Linked DNA regions of Macaca mulatta: region 2 is linked to region 1. A link is a contact called in public Hi-C data. All regions are on one chromosome and are shown on one strand. The core of a region is the stretch at or near the end of the contact, and the rest is flanking DNA. Distances in the headings are between cores, read along the strand shown. Region 1 holds the start of MDGA1 (MAM domain containing glycosylphosphatidylinositol anchor 1). Region 2 holds the start of CCDC167 (coiled-coil domain containing 167).

The links. Hi-C and Micro-C count contacts between places; a contact is called where the count stands out from the background.
Region 2: a Hi-C map of fetal cortical plate shows a contact between it and region 1, with 2.4 times the contacts expected there. The contact joins the promoter of CCDC167 here to the promoter of MDGA1 in region 1. A contact is called at or near these places in 4 of 14 Hi-C or Micro-C datasets (cortical neurons, fetal cortex germinal zone, fetal cortical plate and 1 more).

The regions. Positions count from the first base shown.
Region 1 is chr4:144,528,729-144,533,696 of T2T-MMU8v2.0, forward strand. MDGA1 (MAM domain containing glycosylphosphatidylinositol anchor 1) reads left to right here and starts at 3,101. Exons shown (of 16, transcript XM_078000049.1): 1 at 3,101-4,234. The coding sequence starts at 4,168. It overlaps LOC144340616, which reads right to left and starts at 4,901. Exons shown (of 4, transcript XM_078001050.1): 1 at 4,858-4,901; 2 at 4,328-4,427; 3 at 2,114-4,229; 4 at 1,444-2,023. The coding sequence starts at 4,901. The coding sequence ends at 2,013.
Region 2 is chr4:144,727,519-144,732,486 of T2T-MMU8v2.0, forward strand. It overlaps CCDC167 (coiled-coil domain containing 167), which reads left to right and starts at 3,005. Exons shown (of 4, transcript NM_001261613.1): 1 at 3,005-3,083. The coding sequence starts at 3,042.

The DNA.
Region 1 (4,968 bases), core at 1,851-4,350:
TACCTAGGCCCTTGCCCCTCTTCAGTATAGAACAGTGGGAGAGGGCAAGGTCGCCGAGCCAAGCTACTGAGGTCAAAGCTCAGTTTGGCCCCTTAGCAGCTGAGTGAGTCACTACATCTTCCTATGTCATTCCATGAGAATAACAGCCCTGTCTTACATAGCGGTTATGAGGATTAAATAGTTAATACAGTGCCTGGCATATGGTGTCAGCTGTTATTCTTATTACTCCCCTTTTCTCTAGGAAGAGAGGGATCTTACCTAGTTTATATCTGGGGAAACTGAGGCCTAGAGAGGTTAGGACTGGAACACAGGACTGATGTCTAGGGCTCTTTCCCTTCTCCGAGGTTGCCTCCCATTGTCAGACACTGGGCTCTGTTGAGGTAGCAGGCAGGGCACACTTGGGGGAGGAGACGGCTGAATTTACAGGCACACACAAACAGGCTGTCAAGGTATTTACACTGCATACAATTAGCTGCAGAGTATTCACAAGTGGATTAGCTATAGCAAATGTTCAATCCCAGCCTGGCTAATTTGGTCCTCTGTTCCCCCAACCCGCCATCATGAACCTCTCTCTCCTCCAGGCTAGTGTGTGAGTTTAGAGAAGGCAAAGTCAAGAGAATGTCAGCTGAGTCAGTGCAGTTCCCTGTCCCCAGTAACTCACCCCAAAGCCAAAAAGGAGCAACTGACTGCTGTTTGGTGTTGGAACAGCTAATTGGAAAATCAGAGGGCAGTTTCCCATGACATAGAGAAGTACACATTCAGCTCAGAATGGGCAAGCCACAGCGGCTGTGATCACTCCCTGAGAGCTTCCTGGAAGGGGTGGGGACTTCCAGGAACCCTCTAATAATGGGAAGAGGATGACAATAGAAGCAGCTAGTCCTCATCACTCTCTCAACTGGCACCACTTCCTTTTCCGACTGGATGGGGGGGTGGGTAGGAAGAGGCATGGTGGCTGTGTATCTCTGTGGGACAGAAAATGAAAATTTTGCCTTTGAGGTAACAGTCGGGGGCTGGGGAGTGAAAGGATGGCTACTCTGAGGGTATCCCAGGTCTGTGATATCTGGCCATGATGGGCATCATTCGTGAATTCACTGAACACGTCTGCAGCTGGCATCTGCTGCGTGCACCGCACTGAGTCTGGACCCCCTATCAGCCTTGGACCCACGGGGCAGAAAGGAGAGAGAAGAGGGAAGAGGGCACAAGGGAGGCGCAAACGAGTGGAGGTGGGCTAGAGAACAGGAGTCTTCGGATGTTCTTGGGCTTCCCGAGAAGGACAGAAAGGGGGTGAGAAAGGGAGATGGAACCCCCCATGCCACCAGGCACTTCCCGACACCTCCCACTCCCCTCCCAGCAGTCAGGAGCGCGCGCTCGGGTGGGGCTAAGCCCTGGAGAGTCAAGGGAGGAGGGACCCAGCAGGAAATGGGCCTGGGAAAGGGGCGGTTCATTATTATTATTATTTTTTAAAAATTTATGTTTCAATTTATATGCAGACAAATTAACCCTTTTGGGGTGTGGAGATCTTTGCGTTTTGACAAATGCATAGAGTCGTGGAACCACCATCAAGATATTGAGCGATTCCGGGGGTCGAAGCGGGGTGGGGGTTGTAGTCTCCCTGCTTGTTAGCTGCTGCGATTGTCTGCGCTCCCACGGGCCGACCTAAAACAATTCTTGCGCACACGCTGAGACAAATAACGGCGACAGGTGGAGCAGGTGAGATTAGCAGGACACGGGTTGGGCGCGGGGCGGGATCGGAGGCGCGGGGGAGGCCACCCGCCTGGCTTGCCAGGCTACGCCCCTCCCCGCAGGCGTTTGGGAGGAGCGTTCTCCGCACCCCTGCTCCCCGAGGGCCCCTTAGAGGCGGCTGAGACCCGACTACCGGACTCCCGCGGCTGGAGCGGGGCCCGGGCTCGGCAGCCGGAAGGAGGTGTGCCCCCGGGGCGCTTGGGGGCGCCTGAGGTCCCGAGAGGAGGCAAGATGGGGAGAGCGGCTAGCCAAGGAAAATGTGGGGTGACTTAGGGAAGCTCTGGCGGAGGGGTCGTGAGAACAAACCTGTTGGCAACCTGTGGGCCGCGGCAAGGGCAGGAGCTGTCAGCGCGACCTCTCCGCCAGCTGCTCTGGCCTGGCCCCGGCACCAGACGCCTGAAAAGGGGCGGGGGCCTCCCGAGCCGGGCAGACAGCCTTGCAGACCCACAGCCGCGGCCCGGCTCGCGCGGCTGCACGACCCCAGTAACAGCAGGCGCCCGGCCTTTCCCCAGGATCCCCGCTTCAGTCCCGCCTCCCCAAAGTGCAAAACATTTACGAAGTGTGCAGTGCCCTGAGAGCTTGGGTCCCCGGAGCGAGCGGCCGTGCTTGCCCCGCGGGCTGCTGGCAATGGTGCTTCCGGCTCGGCCAGCTAGTCTGGGTGTGCAAGGCTGGCGAACAACGAGTGTGCGAGCGCGCGGCTGCAGAGCCCGCGCCGAAACCCAGGTCCCTCCGCCACTGTCCTCGGGATAGATGGATCCATTTCTGCTTTCTGACATTTTCCTGCTGGGCGGGGTTGCGGGGGGAATGTTAGGGGGCGGAGAGAGTAAGAGAGAGGGAAAGGAGAAAAGGAAAGAGGAGAGGAAGGCAGAGAGAGGAGAGAGGGAGAGAGAGAGGAGGAGAGAGAAGAGGAGAGAGAGAGAGAAAAAAGAGAGAGGAGAGAGAGAGAGAGAGGAGAGGAGAGGAGAGAGGAGAGAGAGAGAGAGAGAGAGAGAGAGGAGAGGAGAGGAGAGGAGAGGAGAGGAGAGAGGAGAGGAGAGAGAGAGAGAGAGAGAGAGAGAGAGAGAGAGAGAGAGAGAGAGAGAGAAAGGCAGGCAGTCAGCTTCCCCCAGCCCTGTTTTGTTTTCTCTAATTGGTCCTGGGGGAGGCGAGGGAATTGGACAGAGGCTGGGCCAGGCGAGCTGGGCTGCCTTTAATTGGCTCCTTTTTTTAACTGGAGGGGAATCAAACAGGAGAGCGAGCGACAACGGGTGGGAGAGCGAGAGACCGAACGAGGAGACGCGAGGAGGAGGGAGGAGGAAGGGAGGGAGGGAGGCGGGAGGAGAGCGGAATGAAAACCTCGGAGGGGCGAAAAAGCAGCACAGCAAAGCCCAAGTTGCTGAGCGAGCGGAGCGCTCCCGCGACCCGGAGCCGAGCGGCCGCCGCGCCCAGGAGCCCGGCCCGACCCCGCCCGCTCTGGGCCCCCGCAGGCCAAGGCCGCCGGGCGGGGGCGGGGACGACCAACTTGGGGTGCGGCGCAGCCCCGCTCTCCGGAGAGCTCGGAGCCCGGGAGCGCCACGGCCGCGGCCAGACGGCGGGAGAGGAGCGAGGCGAGCGGAGGCGGCTAGCGGCGCCCGCGCCGCAGCCCCGGCCTGGGGGAGAGCGCTAATATTTTTCAAAAGACTCAAACTTTCCTCCTTTCCCCGTTTTCTGGGGCCCCTCTTGCCTGGAATTGCTCTCCAGATTCCCGCGGGGCGCCGGGCTGCTATTCCTCCCCCGGGTTTCTCGGCGACTCGGCTAACTTCACGGACCCGGGGACGCGCGGCGCTCGTCCCTCGGCCGAACCCAGCCCGCGCTGCTCCCCGGATCAGGAGGGCCGGACCCGGGGCTCCTTCGCCGCCGCGAGTGCGTTCAGCCCGGCCCCCTGAGTGGGGCCGCTGAGCCCACGGCAGCGGCCGCAGGACTGGAAACAGCGGATTAACTCGAGCGGAGCCCCGGCCTCCCCGACTCCGCTCCGCTGAGGGGCGGCCCCAGTGCGGGGAAACGACAAGTTTGTCAGTCGTCCGTGGCCTGTTGGATCGAAGCGCCGCCGCCGCCGCCGAGAGGTCCCCGGCGCCCAGCATCCCGCGCGGACAGCCCTGGGGACCCGCGGCGCTCGGCGGCCGGGCTCCTCGGGTCGGGGCGCTGGCTGCTGTGCCGGGCGCGCGGAGGCACCCGGGGCTGGGCCAGCGCCCCCTGCGTCCCCACGCGGTCTGCGACCCCGCCGGAGGAGAAACCCGGGTCTCCGCTACCTCCGCCTCTTCAATCTCCTGGTCTTCGTCGCCACTCTCTCTGTCACCTCTCAGGGAAAGGGGGGGGGCATAGGGGCGACGCGGGGCCCCGGCGAATGCGCCCCCCGCCGCCTCTCGGGCTGCGCCGCCTCGCGGGGATGAAGCACCGGCCGTGAAGATGGAGGTGACCTGCCTTCTACTTCTGGCGTTGATCCCCTTCCACTGCCGGGGACAAGGAGTCTACGGTAAGAGCCCGCGTCCCGCTCCACCTTGGCTTAGCCCCGCGCGGAAACTTTGCAAGAGGCGCAAAGTGCGCGCTGCCGGGGTTTGGTGGAGACCTCGACTCGGACTCTGGAGTGGATGCCCGCGTCCCCGCCCTTTCCAGGGCGCGAGGAGACCGAGCTAGCTGCTTCGGAACACAGGGGCTGGTCGTAGGGTCTGGTGTGAAGCCGGGATGTCAGGGGGAGGTACCCACTTTCCCACACCCTGCTAGAGGCGGGAATGATTAGGAACCCTTGAGAGCACCCGGTCGGCTCGGGAGACCCGGACAGACCCAGCCCAGGACTGGTGCAGCGACTTGCACCGAAAGCTCGTCCTGGCTCGGCCTCCGGAGTGGAAGCCAAGCGATGCATGAGCCGGAGTTGCCGCGCGGCTTGCGGGTGAGCCGGCTGTCAGCACCGCGGTCGGGCGGCGGGCTCGCCTTCCCCGCTGTTGCTTCGGCTTCGCTTCTTCTATTCACGGCTTGACAGCCTGATCAGGATACCGACATTCCCTGGCTCCGGCGCCTACGACCCCGGCATCCCTTTTCGGACCTTCCCTGAACCAGTTCTTCCCGTCTCCGGTTCCTAGCTACAAACCTCAGCCCCACCTTCCTTCTTCCTGCGCGCACACACAGACACATTCAGCCACCATCCCCAGAAAACGCAAACACGGCACGCACCCACCGGGATACGTGTCCAAACTCTGCCTCCTGCCACGC
Region 2 (4,968 bases), core at 1,755-4,254, 200 kb after region 1:
CTCTCCTGGGCACTCACAAGCCACAGCACCCGGCACTTCGTACTTCTCGCAAACACCCTATGAGTTTGGTATGATGTGCTTGTTTATAGATGTGGAAGCTGAGGCTTAGGGGGCTGAAGTATCTTGCCTCACATCACAGGCTGCTAAGAGGCAGAGCTGGGACTGACATCCAGGTTGATCTCCCTCTAAAACTTCCCCTTTCACTACAACCCACATAGACTGTCATTCCAACCCCACTTCAAGCATTTCTTCCCATTATCAGACCTGTGGGACAAGGTTTGGTTGGGAAAACATGAGGCTCTTCAGAAAGACAGACAACAGATTGCCCATCATTTCATGGACAAGGGACCGACATGAGGCGCACCCAGATCTCTGTGGCTTTTTCCTGGTGCCAAACAAATGCAGAAGGAGCCACTTCTCAAAGAACACAGTGTTTTTCTTCCTCTTCTCACCTCCCCTGGGCCGGTGCCTGTGATAATTGGGAAGCACAGAGTCTGGTTTTTCTGGGATTGGAACCAATGCTGTGAAGAGAGTTCTGACAATAAATGTTGATTGACAGTTGATGGACAATGTTCTTGAATCAGTTTTTCCTGTGCTGGGTGTTAAGCTGAGAACTGCACTAAGCAACTGCTCAACAGCCTGCTTCCTGTTCAGATAGAATTTACTACTCTCTCTCTCTGTGGGCCTCAGTCAGGCAGCCAGGCGAGATGGTATCTCAGGCCCCTTCCAGCTCCATCACTCAATGTCTCTATCAAGAAGAGAACACAGATCTGAAAATATTTTTTCCCCCAAACACGGAGTTGGGGTTATTATTCACACACACAAACACAGGCACCAACAGAGATAACTGGTCAGGAAATAAGGAGCTTTGATTCTGGTCTCATACTCTTTGACCTAGTAATTCTACTTCTGTGAATTTATCTTAAAGAAAGAATCCAGAGGACAGAGCTGTGTGCACAAAAATGTTTGCTTTCACAATATTTGGAGTTACCATTAATAAAATGATGTCCAATGCAACAATGGGAGAGACTCACTTGGTGGCACATGAGGCCACCGCAAATGATAATTTCAAAGACACAGGAAAACATCCTTGGCAGTGGTTTTCAAATTGCAATTCACCCTCCATTAAGGGGTGATGAAATAAACCTAAGAGGTTTCCTGCCACCAGCTTGTTTTTATTTTTATTTTTTGAGATGGAGTTTCTCTCTTTTGCCCAGGCTGGAGTGCGGTGGCATGATCTCGGCTTACTGCAACCTCCGCCTTCAAGTTTCAAGTGATTCTCCTGCCTCAGCCTCCCGAGTAGTTGGAATTGCAGGTGCCCACCACCACACCCAGCTAATTTTTGTATTTTTAGTAGAGATGGGCTTTTGCCACATTGCCACTGCTCTCAAACTCCTGACCCAAAGTGCTTGGATTGAGAGGTGAAGCCAGCTGGACTTCCTGGGTCAAGTGGGAACTTGGAGAACTTTTCTGTCTAGCTAGAGGATTGTAAACGCACCAATCAGCATTCTGTGTCTAGCTAAAGGATTGTAAATGCACCAATCAGCACTCTGTAAAAATGCACCAATCAGCACTCTATGTCTAGCTAAAGGCTTGTAAATGCACCAATCAGCACTCTGTAAAAATGCACCAATCAGTGCTATGTCTAGCTAAAGGATTATAATACACCAATCAGCACTCTGTGTCTAGCTAAGGGATTGTAAATGCACCAACCAGCACTCTGTAAAAACGCACCAATCAGTGCTCTGTGTCTAACTGAAGGATTGTAAACACACCAATCAGCACTCCGTGTCTAGCTAAAGGATTGTAAATGCATCAATCAGCACTCTGAAAAAATACATCAATCAGCACTCTGTGTCTAAAGGATTGTAAACACACCAATCAACACTCTGTAAAATGGACCAATCAGCACTCTGCACAATGGACCAATTAGCACTCTGTAAGTGGGGACAAATAAGGGAATAAAAGCTGGCCACCTCCCAGTCAGCAGTGGCAACCCACTCAGGTCCCCTTCCATGATCGTGGGAGCTTTGTTCTTTGGCTCTTCACAATAAATCTTGCTGCTGCTCACTCTTTGGGTCCATGCTACCTTTAAGAACTGTAACACTCACTGTGAAGTCAGCAAGACCAAGAACCCACAAGAAGGAACCAACTCTGGACACAGGATTACAGGCCTGAGCCACCATGCCCGGCCTTGTTTTTTTAATTAAATAGGCAAGAATAGAAAATAACAGAGTGCATCACAGGTGGTAAAGGTACTTACTGTGAAACTTTGGTTTTGGTTTCATGGATAATTGGGCCATGGTATAAAGTATACTTTTTATCATGGGGTCACAGTCAAAACATTTCAAAGGCCGTAGGTCTATGGTGTACAGTATAGTAGGATTACAACAATATAAAATACTGTGTGTGAGGCCAAGCCTGGGAGGAATAAACAGAAGCAAAGAGTAACTGATAAGGTTGGTAGAATAAAGGATGCTGCTTCTCAGTTATATGTATTCTGTGATGTTTGTAGGCTGTTCTTACAATAAAACAAAACAAAAAGAAGTCAAGACACAAAGGAAAAATAACAACAGAAGGTCATTATCAGATTCCACTGGCGGAGGAGCTCAGGGCTCCTGCACGGGCCTTGAAGGATGGACAGAATTTGAATCAGGGGCGTGGCCTAAACAGGGACAGGGTTTTTGCTGAAACACAAAACACACTGAAAGAGAACATGGGGTTAAAAAAGGATCTAAGTGATGCAAAGTGACTTAAAACTGGGGAAGAAAAGGGCAGGTCCACTCCCGGACTGTCCATTGTGCCTCCCTGTACCGACTTTTCCTTCCTCCACCCACCTAGGCTGAGACCTCAAGCTAGAGGTTGCCCCTCATAAACATGTCCGCACCAAGCCGGCCGCGCCCCTCAACAAGATGGCGACGCCAGCAGCCCCACCTCCCGCTGCCTTGGTGGCCAATGAGGGAGAAGCATGAAGACTTGAGCATGCGCATAGCGACTTGGTGGGCGCGTCCAGTGATGACTTGGGGATCCGGGCAACTAACATGACTAAAAAGAAGCGGGAGAATCTGGGCGTCGCTCTAGAGGTGAGGGGAAAAGTGGGGGTTGGGCCACCTCGTTAGTTGCCTTCTCCTGGCCGCGGGATAAGGGATGGGCTGGGCTGGGCTGTAGGTGGGAGGAGGAGGCAAGCGGAGGAAGAGAGGGCGACGAGGCTTGGGGAGAGGGACGGGAGGGGTGAGAAGGCCCACGGGGTTCCCGGAGGCAAGTTAGCAGGAGAGGGTACCCGATGGGCGAACCAGACTAGAGGGCATCTCCAGAGAGGAAGAGACATGGAAGTGAAGGGGAGCCCCAAAGACGGCCTGGCATAGAAGTGAGGGAACTGAAAGCGAGGGACACAGAACAAAAGGGATGGGTACAAAGGTGAGGGAGACCCCAGAGAAATAGGGACCTGTAGATGAGGGGAACTCCCAAAGGACTAGGACGCAAAGATGAGGGAGCCCATTCTGGTGTATATTACTAATGGTTTAAATATCCTCTAAAAGGGGAAATTTTTCCTCCAGAGTGTGGAAGCTTGTATCTTCAGAATTACTTTGGGAATATGTAAAGATAATTGGGTCTCATGCGTCCGTATGAAGAGACCACCAAACAGGCTTTGTGTGAGCAACGTGGCTGTTTATTTCACCTGGGTGCAGGCGGGCTGAGTCCGAAAAAAGTCAGCAAAGTGTGGAGGATTATCATTAGTTCCTATAGGTTCTGGGATAGGCGGTGGAGTTAAGAGCAATGTTTTGGGGGCAGGGGGTGGATCTCACAAAGTACATTCTCGAAGGTGGGGAGAATTACAAAGAACCTTCTTAAGGGTGGGGAAGATTACAAAGTACATTGATCAGTTAGGTTGGGGCAGAAATAAATCACAATGGTGGAAAGTTATCAGTTAAGGCTATTTTCACTTCTTCTGTGGATCTTCAGTTGTTTCAGGCCATCTGGATTTATACATGCCTGTCACAGGGGATATGATGGCTTAGCTTGGGCTCAGAGGCCTGTCTGACAAATTCTGGAATTGGTGATGTGACGGAATGGCTTAAAAATAATTTGCTGCATATTGAAGGGAAAGAAAACATGCATATTGAGCAACCACCGTGTGCTACTTTCATTGCATTATCAGTTAATCCTCACTGCAGGCCTGTGAGGTTTGTACAGATGAGGAAATTGAGGTTTCAGGTGGAACCCAGGCTGAGATGGTAGAAGTGCTGGAGCCTGGGAATCAGCACAGGTGGTCTTCCTGGAAATTCATCTTGCTTCCCGTTTCCCTTCCCTTAGGGCATCCTCCTGGAGGTTGCAGGAGAGGTACTGGGTCATAGTCTTCTTCAGGCTTACTAGTGAGTTCAGTGATTCTCAAACTTTAGCATGCATAGAGTCACAGAGCTTGTTAAAAATGGAGAGCTGAACTCTTCCCACACCCCGAGTAATTCAGTAGGACTTTGATGTGCATTCTTAATAAGGAATCTGCTTTTTTTTTTTTTTTTAAAGACAGAGTCTCGCTCTGTTGCCCAGGCTGGAGTGCAGTGGCATGATCTTGGCTCACTGTAACCTCTGCCTTCTGGGTTCAAGCGATTCTTGTGCCTCAGCCTCCTAAGTAGCTGGGATTACAGGCACGTGCCACCATGCCTGGCTAATTTTTGTATTTTTGTAGAGACGGGGTTTCACCATGTTGGCCAGGCTGGTCTTGAACACCTGACCTCAAGTGATCTGCCCACCTTAGCCTCCCAAAGTGCTGGGATTATAGGCATGAGCCACCATACCCGGCCAGAATCAGCATTTTTTTTTTTTTTTACAAGCCACGCACACCCCGTGGTGATGCAGGTAGTTTTAGTAGCACCCCTTGAGAAATATTGGCCTATACTAGGTAGGAAAAAGGTTGATGGAAATGTGAAGAGGATGGTTTATGAATGGTGAAATGAGATGGCACTGTGT